Linked DNA regions of Oryctolagus cuniculus: regions 2 and 3 are each linked to region 1. A link is a contact called in public Hi-C and Micro-C data. All regions are on one chromosome and are shown on one strand. The core of a region is the stretch at or near the end of the contact, and the rest is flanking DNA. Distances in the headings are between cores, read along the strand shown. Region 1 holds the start of CEP70 (centrosomal protein 70). Region 2 has its middle 30 kb from the start of FOXL2. Region 3 holds the start of ARMC8 (armadillo repeat containing 8).

What was found. Hi-C and Micro-C count contacts between places; a contact is called where the count stands out from the background.
Region 2: a contact with region 1 is called in a Micro-C map of ear pinna, with 11 times the contacts expected there. The contact joins the enhancer-like site here to the promoter of CEP70 in region 1. A contact is called at or near these places in 2 of 6 Hi-C or Micro-C datasets (ear pinna and an unstated tissue).
Region 3: a Hi-C map of an unstated tissue shows a contact between it and region 1, with 3 times the contacts expected there. The contact joins the promoter of ARMC8 here to the promoter of CEP70 in region 1. A contact is called at or near these places in 2 of 6 Hi-C or Micro-C datasets (ear pinna and an unstated tissue).

Annotation. Positions count from the first base shown.
Region 1 is chr4:143,185,254-143,189,924 of mOryCun1.1, reverse strand. It overlaps CEP70 (centrosomal protein 70), which reads right to left and starts at 2,020. Exons shown (of 18, transcript XR_011388194.1): 1 at 1,790-2,020.
Region 2 is chr4:142,819,263-142,823,933 of mOryCun1.1, reverse strand. No RefSeq gene overlaps it. Among named protein-coding and RNA genes, the nearest start is that of FOXL2, 30 kb to the right of the region's middle. Within about 2 kb of position 2,078, at least 6 of the 8 cell types and tissues checked have an H3K27ac peak or open chromatin away from gene starts, as enhancers often do. A contact at or near this core is called in ear pinna, where this site is marked.
Region 3 is chr4:143,536,973-143,541,643 of mOryCun1.1, reverse strand. It overlaps ARMC8 (armadillo repeat containing 8), which reads left to right and starts at 2,833. Exons shown (of 23, transcript XM_070072756.1): 1 at 2,833-3,023; 2 at 3,205-3,404. It overlaps DBR1 (debranching RNA lariats 1), which reads right to left and starts at 2,823. Exons shown (of 8, transcript XM_008266223.4): 1 at 2,485-2,823; 2 at 1,819-1,943; 3 at 345-425. The coding sequence starts at 2,681.

The DNA of each region.
Region 1 (4,671 bases), core at 771-3,270:
CCTCTGCCTGCCCTTTAAAAGCTTATGCTTCATCGTTAATAGACATGTTCACAGAAACTGGTCTTGAGTGCGTCTTGTCAAGAGCACCGTCACCAGTGCGGGCCTTGCAGGATCAGCCTACACCAGTCTGTGAAATAAACGTGGTGATAGTTTGCAGCAGCCTTTTCCCCACTGCAGGCTGTTAGAGGAGAAAAGTCCAGAACGCTGAAAGTCACAGAAGAGACTAAACTCTCCCTGGGGCAGAAGCGAGGCTGTAGCTCTACTCAGTGTCACAACACAACTAAAGGCAGGCTGTAGGAGTAAGGTTTGGGGGCTGAGAGTTGGTTTGCACTTGGCATACAGACAAGCAGGGGACAGGCATTTGGCTCAGCAGTTACCATACCTGCATCCCACAGCAGAGTGCCCAGGTTCACGTGCTGGCTTTCCTACCTATGCCAGCTTCTTGCTAGCACACACACACTGGGAGGCAGCAGGTTCTAGCTCAAGTATCAGGTCCCTGGTACGCAAGCAGAACACCTGAACTGAGTACCTGACTCCCAGCCCCAAGTGTTGCGAATATTTGGGAGTGAACCGGCTGATGAAAACTGTTTCTCTGCCTTTCAAATAAATAAAGTGAAAATAAATTAAAAAAAAACCATTAAAAAAATAGCCAAACACAGAAAAGCAAAAACACAGTTGTATCTTCCAGCACTGTCCAGGTTTCCCAACAATCTTTTGGGTCAAATGGTCCCTTATAATATAGCCTAACATGCATCAAACCTTAAAAAACTTATTTTTCTCGCCATTTGGGGGGCGGGGGGAAGAGAGCTGGAAATAACAGATCATGGCCAGTAATTTCTTTCTCAAGTGAGTCATACCGAAAATCTATAAACTTTCTCCGAAGGACGTATTCCAAATCACTCCAACAAATGAACACGCACGGCTTTCCAAGTCTGTGTTCTCCATGAAATGCAAACTAGTCCGAAGATAGGCCAACGTTCCAAAGGACGAACTGAATCCACCACCATTGGGCCCGGACGTCACCTCAACCAAACCATCCTGTGCCGGCGAGGTTACAAGGAGGGCCAGAACACCCTCCTCCCCCGCTCTGAAGCAACCCCGTCAGTGAAACTCCAAATCAGCCGCCTCGTACCCAAAAAGCGGAGCGGAGGCGGCCTGCTCTGCTTGGCAATACTCAAAGTAAAAACAAAAACAAATGCACGCAGAGGGCTGAGACCAACACGGGCAGTGGCTGCACGGCGTCAAACATTATGATGAGAAACCCTTGCTGACTGGTCTGTTACAAGCGTTACTGTTACAAGTGCCTCAGCTCGGGGGATTTTTCACCCTTTAAGAATCACATGAGGCTCCACGTGAAGTCAGAATCCCCTGCGCACCCCGGATCCAGAATGCGCCCGACAACCGGAGAAGGCGGGCTACGCGCCTCCGTGTGTCCCCGGCACCCTCCGCCGACACCTGCCCCACTCCGGGACGCCGAGGGCCGCGGCGGTCAGCGCCCGTCCGCCCTTCGCCGACTCGGCCAGGGTCTAGTCTGATCTAGCCGGGTCCGAGTCTGAGCTCCGCACTGCCTGCCTCGTCTAGCCCCCACAGCCGCCCTGGAAGGCAGCAGACTGCACACAGGAGCAAACGGAGACGCCGAAGACCACAAAGGCTGGGGGGCCGGGGCTCGAAGCAGGTTTAACCAATCCCCAAACCCTCACACAGCCTGCTGGAGCCGGTCCCAGCCCGCTCCACCCGGGGCGCCCGGCAACGCTCGGCGCCCACAGGCCGAGTCCCGAGCGCCACTCACCTTCCTCGGCCGCCCGGCCCGGCCCGGCCCGGCCCTGCCTGGCTCCGCTCCACCGCCTCCGGCCCCGCCTCCGCGACCGTTACCGACGCCAGTGGAGGTTGGCCAATCGAGCCCGAGCGGGTCGAGGTCAAACCTCTGCTCTGCCTCGGAACTTTCTGAGCGATTATCTCCGGCCTCTCGAGGAGGCTGGGTCCGCCGCGCGCCCCCTGGTTGGCTCCGGCTGCTGGGGGCGGGGCTTACCACCACCGCGGGCTGTCATAGGCCCGCTGACGTTTCAGTCGCGCTCTACGGCCTCTCGCTGGCTGGGGCTCTCGCTTACGGAGGGCCTCGGTTCCCCAGGAGATTTCAGATATGCAAATATGTGGCCGCAGGTGAAAATGAGGCTCGGAGCACCTGGCCACTGCGCAGGACCCTCGCCAGGACCGCGAGCTCCTGCTGGGGGAGCAGCCGGCGTGTCGAAGCTCCGGACCTGGGGGAGCCTCGGAGCGGCTGGCGTTTCACCCTCCCTTTGGGCGTTTTCCCGGTGGCCACGAAGTGTCTGGCCCTACATCGGGCTCCGTAAAATGCAGAGATGTGGACGCTGAGGGACAACGGTGGTTTTCCAGGGCCCTGTAGAGACTGGGTCTTGGGCTGCGTAGCATCTGGCAATCAGGGCTCACACTTGGTTTTCCAGTCAGTGTGGCCGTGGGATCCCAGGTGTCTCGTGGCTTTGTGGCGGGATTTTTGTGTGATTTCGCCCCCCCCTCTTTTTTTAATGGAAGCTATTCCTGCGCTGCAGTAAACTTTCTGAAGCCTCAGGCTTGTGTTTGAACCATCAGAAAGGTCTCCAGCTAGAAACACTAGTTCCGGCTTGCCCCTTCTCCCTGTCATTCTCCTTGGAATCCCAGGGCCAAAATTTGGAGATGTCTTGAGTTCTTCTGTTCATGGTGTTTATTCACGGTGACCAATCGACTTCCTTGCCAGACTTTTTTTTTTTTTTTTTTTTTTTTTTTACAGGCAGAGTGGACAGTGAGACAGAGAGAAAGGTCTTCCTTTGCCGTTGGTTCACCCTCCAATGGCCGCCGTGGCCGGCGCACCGCGCTGATCCAATGGCAGGAGCCAGGTACTTATCCTGGTCTCCCATGGGGTGCAGGGCCCAAGCACTTGGGCCATCCTCCACTGCACTCCCTGGCCACAGCAGAGAGCTGGCCTGGAAGAGGGGCAACCGGGACAGAATCCGGCGCCCCGACCTGGACTAGAACCCGCTGTGCTGGCGCTGCAAGGCGGAGGATTAGCCTAGTGAGCCGTGGCGTCGGCCCCCTTGCCAGACTTTTAAAAAAGAAAATCACCTGGGGAGCTTGGGAAACTCCGGATGCAGGGGCCGCCAGACAATCACACCAGGATCTCCAGGTGGGGACCCAGGCATCCAGAGTTTGTAAAGCTCCCCAGGTGATTCCGATGTGCAAGTGTTGTACCGATTCCCACCAGTGAAGACCACCAGGAGCCGACACTCATGCAAACGCAAGAGTTTAATTTCAAACTCAAGTTTGGTTGGACATCTGCACCAGGCGCAGCTGGGCTGGATCGGCGGCCCCTACGGTAAGGTCGTTAGGGTTTTTAGACAGTTGAACATACAAGTTCGGCTATACAGCATCTGATAGGCTTATATTTTAAATTTATACTTATCATACAATTGGCTACTATTTAAGCGAGTAAGCAGGTTTTTTTCTTTTTTTCTTTCTTTTTTTTTTAAGTTTAGCATAGGGTCCATTCTTCCTGCAAGTACTTAGCCAGTGAGTTCCGCACAGGGTCAGGGTTCTTGGTGTTATTTTACACAGGCATCCCATAGGCCTGGCCACTGGTCTTTATCTTGTTGGCTCGGCCGTCCAGTCTTTTGAACCAGTTCCTGGGATTTGAAGAAAACTCAAAGGTAAGGGGAGGCTTGTTATTATAAGATATTAATTTTCAACATGACTGAATTTAAGTTTAACTCCTTCAAGGGAAGGTGGAAAACTGAAAACCTAGAGGGATTCTTACGAATGCATCTGGGTACAGTGTCTGGTCCAGAGGATAAGACACAGCTTGGGCCTCCCGCGTCTCCCACGTAGCATATCACAGTGCCTAGGTTCAAGTCCCGTCTCTGCTTCTGACAGTTTCCTGATATGCACAACCTGGGAAACAGCAGATAACAGCTCAAAAAGTTGGATCTCCATGCCACCAACGTGAGAGACCTGGATTGGGTTCTGGGCTCTGGGCCTTGCCTGGCCATGGATCTTCGGGGAGTGAACCAATAGACCATCTCTGTTTCTCCACCTTTCAAACACATAAATAAAATTTTGTTTTGTTTTGTTTTTTAAAATCATGATTCTTAACAGTAAGAGTCCCATAGCCATTTTACGGCGGAGGTGGGGTATTTAAAGAAGACTTGTGCACACAGTTCAAAAGCACCTTAGTATAATGCCTAGCTCACAAGGTCTCTTTAAACTTACTCTTTTTAAAATTACTTTTCTTGTAATCCACCTAGGGCCCTTTTGGTACATCGCATATCTGCCTTTCTCCAGAACCACACACCTAACTCCCAAAGCATTGACAGATACAGTGAAACTTACTAAAGGCTTCCTAAAGAATCAGGATTCTTCTTTCTTCCTTTCTCTCTCTCTCTCTCTTTCTTTCTTTCTTTCTTTCTTTCTTCCCTTCTTTCGACAGAGTTAGACAGTGAGAGAGAGAGAGAGACAGAGAGAAATTTCTTCCCTCTGCTGGTTCACCCCCCAAATGGCCGCTACAGCTGGTGCACTGTGCTGGTCCGAAGCCAGGAGCCAGGTGCTTCCTCCTGGTCTCCCATGCGAGTGCAGGGCCCAAGCACTTGAGCCATCCTCCACTGCCCTCCCTGGCCACAGCAGAGA
Region 2 (4,671 bases), core at 829-3,328, 370 kb after region 1:
TAGTCCAGATTCCTGTCTTCCACATGTAAGAATACAACGGGAAGATATAGATAAAAGTGAGCGGGAAAGCAGGACTTATTGAAAGGCAAAGGGATGGTCCACACTCAGGCCAGGGGTCATCCTTGTGGGGTCAGGGGTGGTTCGGGGCAGAGGCTGAAAAGGCTCACAGGCAGAGAGTTTGGGGTAGGGCTGCAGTGCACGCGCTGATCCCCAGGCAGGTGTCACTGGAAAATAAGGCTCCGGTGTGATGAGTAGCGTGCGTGCCAAGTCTGCAGGCAGGATGAGTCGGAACAGAAGTGATGGGCTTGGGCGGTGTACATGGCTTGGGCAGTGGCCGTCCTCTGCTCATCGTCCCTCACTGACAGCCTGCCTACCCATGTCAGAAGAATGTGCTACTTTACAGCTTTGATTGACATTGACTGGCTGTTCAGATGATCTCTCCTATGGGAGAATGAGTTCCCTAGAGGCAAGTCCTCCCACACACCCCAGCATTCCACAGGACTCACCATTTTTGGACATTCGGTCTGACTTGCTAATATGGCTCTCAAGATGTCTCCCATTAGCACAGTCTTTTAAAATGACATTGTATTCTAAAATATGGTTGTGTCAATATCTGATTAATCACTTCTCTATTGATGGAAATTTGTTGCGGTTGCTCCAGTGTGGAGCTATACAGATAATCTTGCAAAGAGCATTTTGATTAAAAAAAAAAAAGCTAACTTGCACTTTCCTGCAACTTATTGAAATGAAGAGAATACATGTTCCTCCCCCTTTCACATCTTGATTAACAAAAGTGAATTGCTGGGGGCTGGCACTGTGCTGTATAGGCTAAACCTTTGCCTGCAGTGCCAGCATCCTACAAGGGCACTTGTTCGTGTCCCGGCTGCTAATCTTCCCATCCAGCTCTCTGCTATGGCTTGGGAAAGCAGTAGAAGATGGCCCAAGTGTTTGGGCCCCTGCATCTGTGTGGGAGACCTGGCGGAAGCTCCTGGTTTCTGGCCGGGATGGGCTCAGCTCCGGCCGTTGGGGCCATTTGAGAAGTGAACCAGTGGCTGTGAAACCTCTGTCTCTCCTCTCTCTGTCTGTACATCTACCTCTCAAATAAGTAAAAGCTAAAAAAAAAGGGGGGGGGTGTAATTGCTTATCTTATGACTAATTAGTAATATGTTTTAACAGACAAATCATGCTTAGTTGAGAATTCCAGGGACTGACTACAGGGAAACATCTAGAAAAATGAGACCTAACCGGAACAGTGACTACCTGCTGTAAACAGTGAAGTCTTGGATCAAAGGGGCCGATGTCCAACCGGTGGCACGCCTACCTTGGACACCCGCCTACCAATCAGCTGAGTCCATTAGCTACTCCAGAATTCCTCCAAATCCCATTCATCCTTTAAACATGCTCCTGCTAACCAGCAAGGCAGCAAGAATGCCCCTGAGACTGCAGATTCCTCCCGAGATTGCTAGCCTCTTGCATAAACCTGTTCCACTCATTGCATCATCTTTTGTCCCTGGTAAATGGGCCATCCAGTAGCAAGCACTGCCCGCTTCCTTTCCTGTGTCACTGTTGTCCAAGCTAATGATAATAGCTAACACTTGTTTTTATATTTATTTTCATTTTATTTGAAAGGCAGAGAGAGAGAGAGAGAGTCTCCATCTGCTGGTTCACTTCCAAATACCACCAACAGCCAGGGTTGGGCCAGGTGGAAACCAGGAGTGGAGAACTCCATCTGGGTCTCCCATGGGTAGCAGGAACCCAAGAACTTGAGCCGTGGGCCACTGCCTTCCAGGATTGCATTACCAGGAAGTTAGGTCTGAAGCAGACGGGTTGGGATCAAACCAGGCACTCGGATATGAGACGTGGACTTCCAGGGAGAGGCTTAACCTGCCGCACCACCACAGCGGCCACCGCATCTCGCTGTTAAATCAGCCCCTGGCACTCCCGGCCAGGCACTGGACGTCGGCCAGCTTACTGCCCCACCGCGCCCTCTGGCGGCTGCGAGGGGCCGCAGCACCTCCCTTCGCGGGCGCGCTGGAAACCCCGGGAGCTCCCGGGGCCGCTTCCTCCCGACTGTCGGGCACTTCTGCTTTTTCGCGGGAAGAGGAAGCGGGGCTGGGGGAGGGCCGAGCGCTGGGCGCGGGGCGCGGCCGGCGGGGACGGGGCAGGAAGGGCCAGGTGCCTCCTTCCCAGCCGCCACCCGCAAGCTCGGCTTTTTCAAGGACGGAGACCCCTCATTTTGGGGAGCGCCTGGCTTTCCCACGGCTCCTTTCGCATCCCCGCCCCTTCTCCCCGCGGGAGGCCAGGGGCTGTGAGGTCCGAAGGCGGGCGCGAGGACCGTCCCTCGGGCCTCGTGCGAGGGCTCTGGGGCCACCGCAGTTGGTGCAGTCCTGTGTTGGGGCAGGGGTTCTTCGCGGTCCGCGCGCCCTGGGCGCGGCCGCCCCGGCCCGGGCCGAAGTCACGGCGCCGCCTGGCGGTCGCCGCCCAACCTCTCCCTCGGGACCCCCGGGCCGGCGGGACCCTGGTGCTAGGGTGTCCCCTCCTCGTCCCGCCGCTTTCGCAAGCTCGCGGGTGCGTGTGGTGGTTGGGGTCCTGGGCCATGGTTTCCGCTGGGGCTGGCGCGGGGTTTCTGCCTTCGAGGCTGGAAGAGGCCCCCCGCAGGCCCGCCCTCTCTCCCTGCTCGACCCCTCTGGTCCTCGTGTTCTTGTCCACTCCGTTTTCATAGCGTGCAGTCTGAGAGGGGTACGCGGTCACGGGAGACACGGCAGAACATTCTTTGGCTTCGTACTGGGAGTTCTCCCCTTCAACGGAACATAGGGGACTTCAAAAAGTTCGTGGAAATGGCATTAAAAGATGTGTACTTTGCTTTAGAATGTTTGTAAGAATGTAAGAATGTTAAATAACCTCCAGGCATACGGGGTTATTTAAGCAGTTCATGGAAAATGAGTATTGGAAAACTGCATGAATTTCAAAATTATATTTTGCACTTAAATAAACTATTTTTAAATTTAGAATCTAACAGTTTTAATGTTTGGCCATATTCGCTTCCTATGTAGACAAGATATATGCACATATATACTATGTTTCATTTATATCAGCAAGGGAGGAATTGTTGACTGTCATAACTTGGGAAAGAAAAATATTGTCACGTACGTAGTATAATTCAGTGAAGCAATATTTATAACTATATACCCAGTGACATCTACATGATTTTTCTACTCCACAAATAAGGGAAAACATGAAGTTCGTCTTTCTGTGTCTGGCCAATTTCATTTAGCACAGTGATCTCCGGTTCCATCCATTTTGTTACAAATGCTAGGATTTCATTCTGTATTATGGCTGAGTAATATTTCACTGTGTATTTGTGGCACATTACCTAGTCATCAGTCAATGGGCATCTATATTTATTCCATATCTTTGCTATTGTGAAATAAGCTGCTATAAATAGGGCGTGCAGGAATCTCTTTCATACGCTGATTTCACTTCCTTTGAATAAATTCTCAGGGGTAGGATAAGTTTTTTTTTTTTTTTTTTTGAGGGACAGAGAAAGACCACAGAGAGATCCTCCCTCTGTTGGGTCACATCCCAAATGCACACAATAGCCAGGAAGCTGGGAACTCAATCCAGGTCCCCTACATGGATGGCAGGAACCCAAGTGCTTGCGTTATCACCTGCTGCCTCCCCAGGTCCTGTACTACAGGAAGCAGAATCAGGGGCAGGAGGAGGTATTGAACTTGGGTACTCTGATGTTGCATGTGGGTGGCCTAACTGGTGCTTTAAACCCTAGGCCAAACACGTGCTCCTACACTTGTCTTTTTTTTTTTTTTAGATTTATTTATTTATTTGAAAGAGTTATGGAGAAAGAGGGAAACAGATGTTCCAATTTTAGTATATGTGCTGCCGAAGCGAGCACAAGACAGATGTTCCATCCGCTGGTTCACTCCCCAAATAGCCGCAACAGCATGCACTGGGCCAGGCCAAAGCCAAGAGCCAGGAGCTTCATCTGCATTTCCCACGTGGGTGCAGGGACCCAAGCACCTGGGGCATCTTCTGCTGCTTTCCCAGGCGCATTAGCAGGGAGCTGAATCAGAAGTGGAGCAGTCAGGGCTTGAACCAGTGCTCATATGGGATGCTGACAGTGCAGGCCATGTCTTAACCTCCTGGGCCACAACTCCGGCCACTACCCTTGTCTTTTAATTCTATTTTTCCCATGAGTCTTCTGCAGTCTTTTTGGGGTCTGTGCTTGTTGGAAATGCAGGTTTGTTGCTTCTCCTTCCTTGGTCCTGGCAGGACCCTGGCAAAGGGCTGGGGGTGCCCTCTTCCTGGGGTTGGCAGGACTTGGTCCATCTTCCTGCAGGGTTGGAACCACATTGCAGGCAGCTCTGGAATCGGTGGAGGCCTTTGGGGGTAGGGGTAAGTGGGACGTCAAAGGGGAAGAAAGGTTATCCCCAAGGTTTTTTTTTTTTTTTTAAGATTTATTTATTTATTTTGAAAGTAAAAGTTACAGAGTGAGAGTGGGAGACACAGAAAGAGAGAGAGAGAGATCTTCCATCCTCTGGTTTACTCCCCAGATGTTTGCAACAGCTGGCACTGGGCCAGGTCAAAATCAGGAGCTTCCTCGGGGTCTCCCACATAGTTGCAGGAGCCCTGGGACTTGGGCCACCTCTGCTGCTT
Region 3 (4,671 bases), core at 1,584-4,083, 350 kb before region 1:
AACACTAAATTCAGAATAGCAGCTGCCTGGGAAGGAGAAGCAGAAAAGAAAGGAGAACGGGACTGAGGGCAAATTAAACAAGGAATTTCAATTTTATCTGTACTTCTTTACTTCTTCTAAGTCAAAATTAAAAACAGAATCCTAACACTTGATAAAACTAGATGGTGGGTAGAACACAGACATACATTACAATGTTCTCTATATTTTTATATGTATAAAATATTCTGTAATAAAAAATTAACAGTCCACAGGATAGATCACTGAAAAAGTCAAACTACATATTATGCCTGTTACTCTGGAGCATGAGAGTTCTCAAACTTAAAAAATAATCCTCAAAACAATACCTTTTCGATAGTCATGAGATTTGAAGATCCCCGAGATTCCGCCAATCCTCACGCCTCGGTATTTCACCACACCAGCCAAACCTGAAAAATTGCATGCGCCATGAAACAAAATTATTATAGGCAAAAGCAATCTCTTTACTAACTGAATAAACCGATTAGAGGTCTGGATCCCCATGCAGTCCTAAAATTATCTGAAGATTAAGCATCATGATGAAGTTACTATTATATTAACAATACCAAAAACACATAAAGTAGACCAGGAAGAGGAGGCCTGAATGCAGATCAGCCGAGAGCCCAGGTAGATACTGGAAGGAACAAATGAAATCAAACATTGAAAGGGAAACAGACATAATTTGGCATCTAACTGAATATGGAGCTGAAGCAATGGGAGGGGGAGAGATGAGGGAAATGTCCTGAAATGGATTTACACACAAGAAATCTGAATGGCAACAGATATAAGGCATACCGAACTTGTATTTTCTACAATTCTTTTCTCATTATCCTGTGACGATTTCATCTTTTCACAACCCTACACTTGTCAGACAGTAATGAATCAGTAGTGAAACAGAGGAACCAGATTTCAAAAGTTATTTCATATTGGAAAAAATCTATAAATGGTTCTAGAAAATATAAACATTTAAATAAAAAAGATGAAAGGACTGAGTAGCTTGAAGGAACTGAATTGAAATGGAAGTCTAATCAGGTCTGTAAATCCAAACGCAGATTGTAGGAAATGCAAAGGGTAAAAGCACATTTTAAACAACAGGAGTCCAATCGGCTAAATTCAAAATGCAGGAAATTACACAGGACGAATTTCCCATTTTCTTCAGCAAACAAATGTTGTGAAACAGCCCAAGATATTTCAGAGTGCTGACAATCAGATGAAATGTGTGGACCTTGTCTGGATCCTGTGTGACCCATCAATTGCAAATGCAGGCATCTTTGTAACAAAGTAATTTGAACATGAAGAAGACAGTAGGTAAAAGGAATTACCTGCTATTTTCCTTATTATAGTACTACAGTTGTAATTTTAAACATCTTTATCACTTCAAGATATTTTACAGGTGAAATAAGCTCACGGCTAGGATTTGCTTCAGACTACTCCAGTCATCTGCCACCAAAAATCTAAGGGGGTGTAGGCTGAAAATAAGTATGCAGAATCTAACAGTAACTGAAGTTGCCTGACATGTAGATTCAGTATACCATCATCCAGTGTAGGCTTAACAGTGAATTTCCTTTATAAAAATCTAAGGGTTTTTTAAAAATTCATTACAAAAATAAAAAATAGTGTGTAATGTCTTTGAAGTTATATTAATTACTGTTTAAAACACTAGATGAAACACAGACCTATTTTCACAATTAAGCATTTAATAATTAACTACTTTAATTCAGTGTCCATGATTAACAACATTCCCAAATCCTGAAGGCACTTTCATCATTTCATAAAAACAAAAAACAGCCCAGGAACACTTACCTAAGTAGTAAATGTTTGGTGCCACCCAGCCTCCATAGGGTAACTCCTGCAGATGATTTGAGGCTTCATGGTTTCCCCCAATGAAGATTGTGAGAACTGGGGCCTTTTTCTCTCCAGAGTAATACCTAGAACATAGAGGCAAGGTTTTCTGTTACCACAGGTAGGCGTTGCAGAAAAGCAAAGACAGGTCCAGAAGAAAAAGCTGAGCGGACTTAAAAAAAAAAAAAAAAAAAAATGAGGAGGAGCTTAAAAGCTCGTTCTAAACTTATTGCCCGGTATCCATTCATTTGTGTCCTTAGGAGCGGGGAGCTGCCGCTGTGGGTTTAGAGCTTTGTCAAGTTCATTGCCACAACCTGAGTTTCCACAGCTAGGACTGGTACACAGCATGCGTCCCGTAACAACTCCTGGATTATCCCACGGTCCTCTGGAGTACAGGGCACAAGTGTGTCCTCCTCCAAGGCTGCCCTCAGCCGCGACCCCTTGGGAAACAGGTAAGACAGGTGTATGGAAAGAAGGAGGGTGACATCTCAGCGCCACGTCCTAGAAACACCGAGTGAACAAAGACGGGGACCCAGGGAGACAGGGGATTCGAACCCAGTGCCAGCTCTCCGCCAGCCGCCCGCCCCCGGCTGGTCACACCCTGCACCGCCGGGCCGCGCCCCTCACCTGTAGAAGGTCTGCATGTGACGGTACTTGGGCGGCACGGCCATGCAGCGCAGGTCGGCCTCGTTGCGCACCGCCTGGAAGTCGCCGCAGCACAGGAGGAGGTCGATGGGCCCCGGGCCACGCCGCTCCGCCAGCGCCAGCGTCTCGTAGATCTTGTCCAGCTCGCCATGGCAGCAGCCGGCCACAGCCACCCGCATCCTGCCTGCCCGAAGCGGGGAGCGCCGTCCGCGGCGCCCAGGCCCGACTGCGAGGACGCACACACTGCCCGCTCGGCTCCCGCCAACATGAACCGGGCAGCTGCCGCGTTTTGACTCCTGCAATAGAATTCACTTCCGGTTTCCACATCTCGCGAGAGAGGGATCGGGAAGGGCAGGGCTCACACCGGGATCCCAGGGCGCTCTCAGGCTAAACCCCGTGCTTTGTCTTCCCGGGCCGGTCCTGAGGACCCAGCGCTCGGACCGATGATAAAATTTGAAGCCGGAAGAGTAAATAAAATCTTCAGAAGTAGGAACTTAGTTTGATAAAATCAAGGTAAACAGGTGAGCAGGCACGACTGGTGAATTTCCTAGAGCAAGCCTCGCCCGGCAGATACTGTTGCCTGAAAGTGCATCAGAAATTAAAGATCTTTTTAAAAGACCCTCAAAAATAATAAAATTCACTTTTAAACTCCGCCCCCACCCCGCCTTAGTGCTTCTAAATTAAGCCTTTTTTTTTTTTAAGGGGCCGGAGGCGCTTCACTTTCCTGCCCGATACTCATTTGCCTACCTAGAATGAAAGTTCAAGGAAAGCAGGTGCACGTCTCAAACTTTCTGAGACAAAAGGACCCAACTGCTAAGTGAAGACTGAGTGGCCAAGACGGACCAAGCAAACGATGAAAATACCTTTGGGAAATTTAATGAAGAAAAGATAATCGAATTAAGGTAATACAGAGAATAATTTTAAAAAAACATGTTTTAAAAACTAGATAAACAATATTCTAGGAACGAAGAACTGAAATTAATTGGACATGAAGCAAGACATGTAAACATAACAGTGACAATAGGAGACACTGGAAAAGTTGGAAAAGATATAAAGACGTGGTGCCAAGTGATTTTTGAGCAAATTCTTTCAAATTTATAAGCTATTGTTATTGTGATATTCAAATTGATCAAGAGGATAGAAAAAATGGAAATTGATGTTTCTAATTAGTTTTTTTTTGTTGTTGTTGTTTAGTTTTGACAGGCAGAGTGGACAGTGAGAGAGAGAGAGAGAGAGAGAGGTCTTCCTTTGCCGTTGGTTCACCCCTCCAACGGCTGCCGCAGCCAGCGCACCGCGCTGATCCAAAGCCAGGAGCCAGGTGCTTCTCCTGGTCTCCCATGGGGTGCAGGGCCCAAGCACTTGGGCCATCCTCCACTGCACTCCCGGGCCATAGCAGAGAGCTGGCCTGGAAGAGGAGCAACCGGGACAGAATCCAGCGCCCTGATGGGGACTAGAACCCAGGGTGTCGGCACACTGCAGGTGGAGGATTAGCCTGTTGAGCCATGGCGCCAGCCCACAACATTGTTAAATTTGACTTTTTCCATTTCAGTTTTAATTTATAGGAATTGTTTTCTCCTGGATTCTTTTCTCTGGATAAAAATTAATTGATCTATAATACAAAGTAACAAATCAAATCTTAAGTGCACAGTTTGATGCATTTTTACATGTATAATCATCCATAAAACTCCATTCCTGGGGCCAGCGCTGTGGCGCAGTGAGTTAACACCCTGGCCTGAATCACCAGCATCCCATAAGGGTGCCAGTTTGACACCCGGCTGCTCCACTTCCAATCTAGCTCTCTGCTATGGCCTGGGAAAGCAGTAGAAGATGGCCCAAGTCCTTGGGCTCCTGCACCCACGTGGGAGACCTGGAAGAAGCTCCTGGCTCCTGGCTTCAGATCTGTACTGCTCCGGCCATTGTGGCCATCTGGGGAGTGAACCAGTGGATGGAAGACCTGTCTCTCTCTCTCTCCTCTCTGCCTTTCTTCTCTCTGTATAACTTAATATATAGTAGTTTAGGAAGGCCATGCTGATAGGTGGCCTATTGAACAGAAGGGGCCAGTGCTGTGGGGTATCTGGTAAAGCTGCCACCTGCAGTGCTGGCATCCTATATGAGTGCCGGTTTGAGTCCTGGCTGCTCCACTTCCGATCCAGCTCTTTGCTGTGGCCT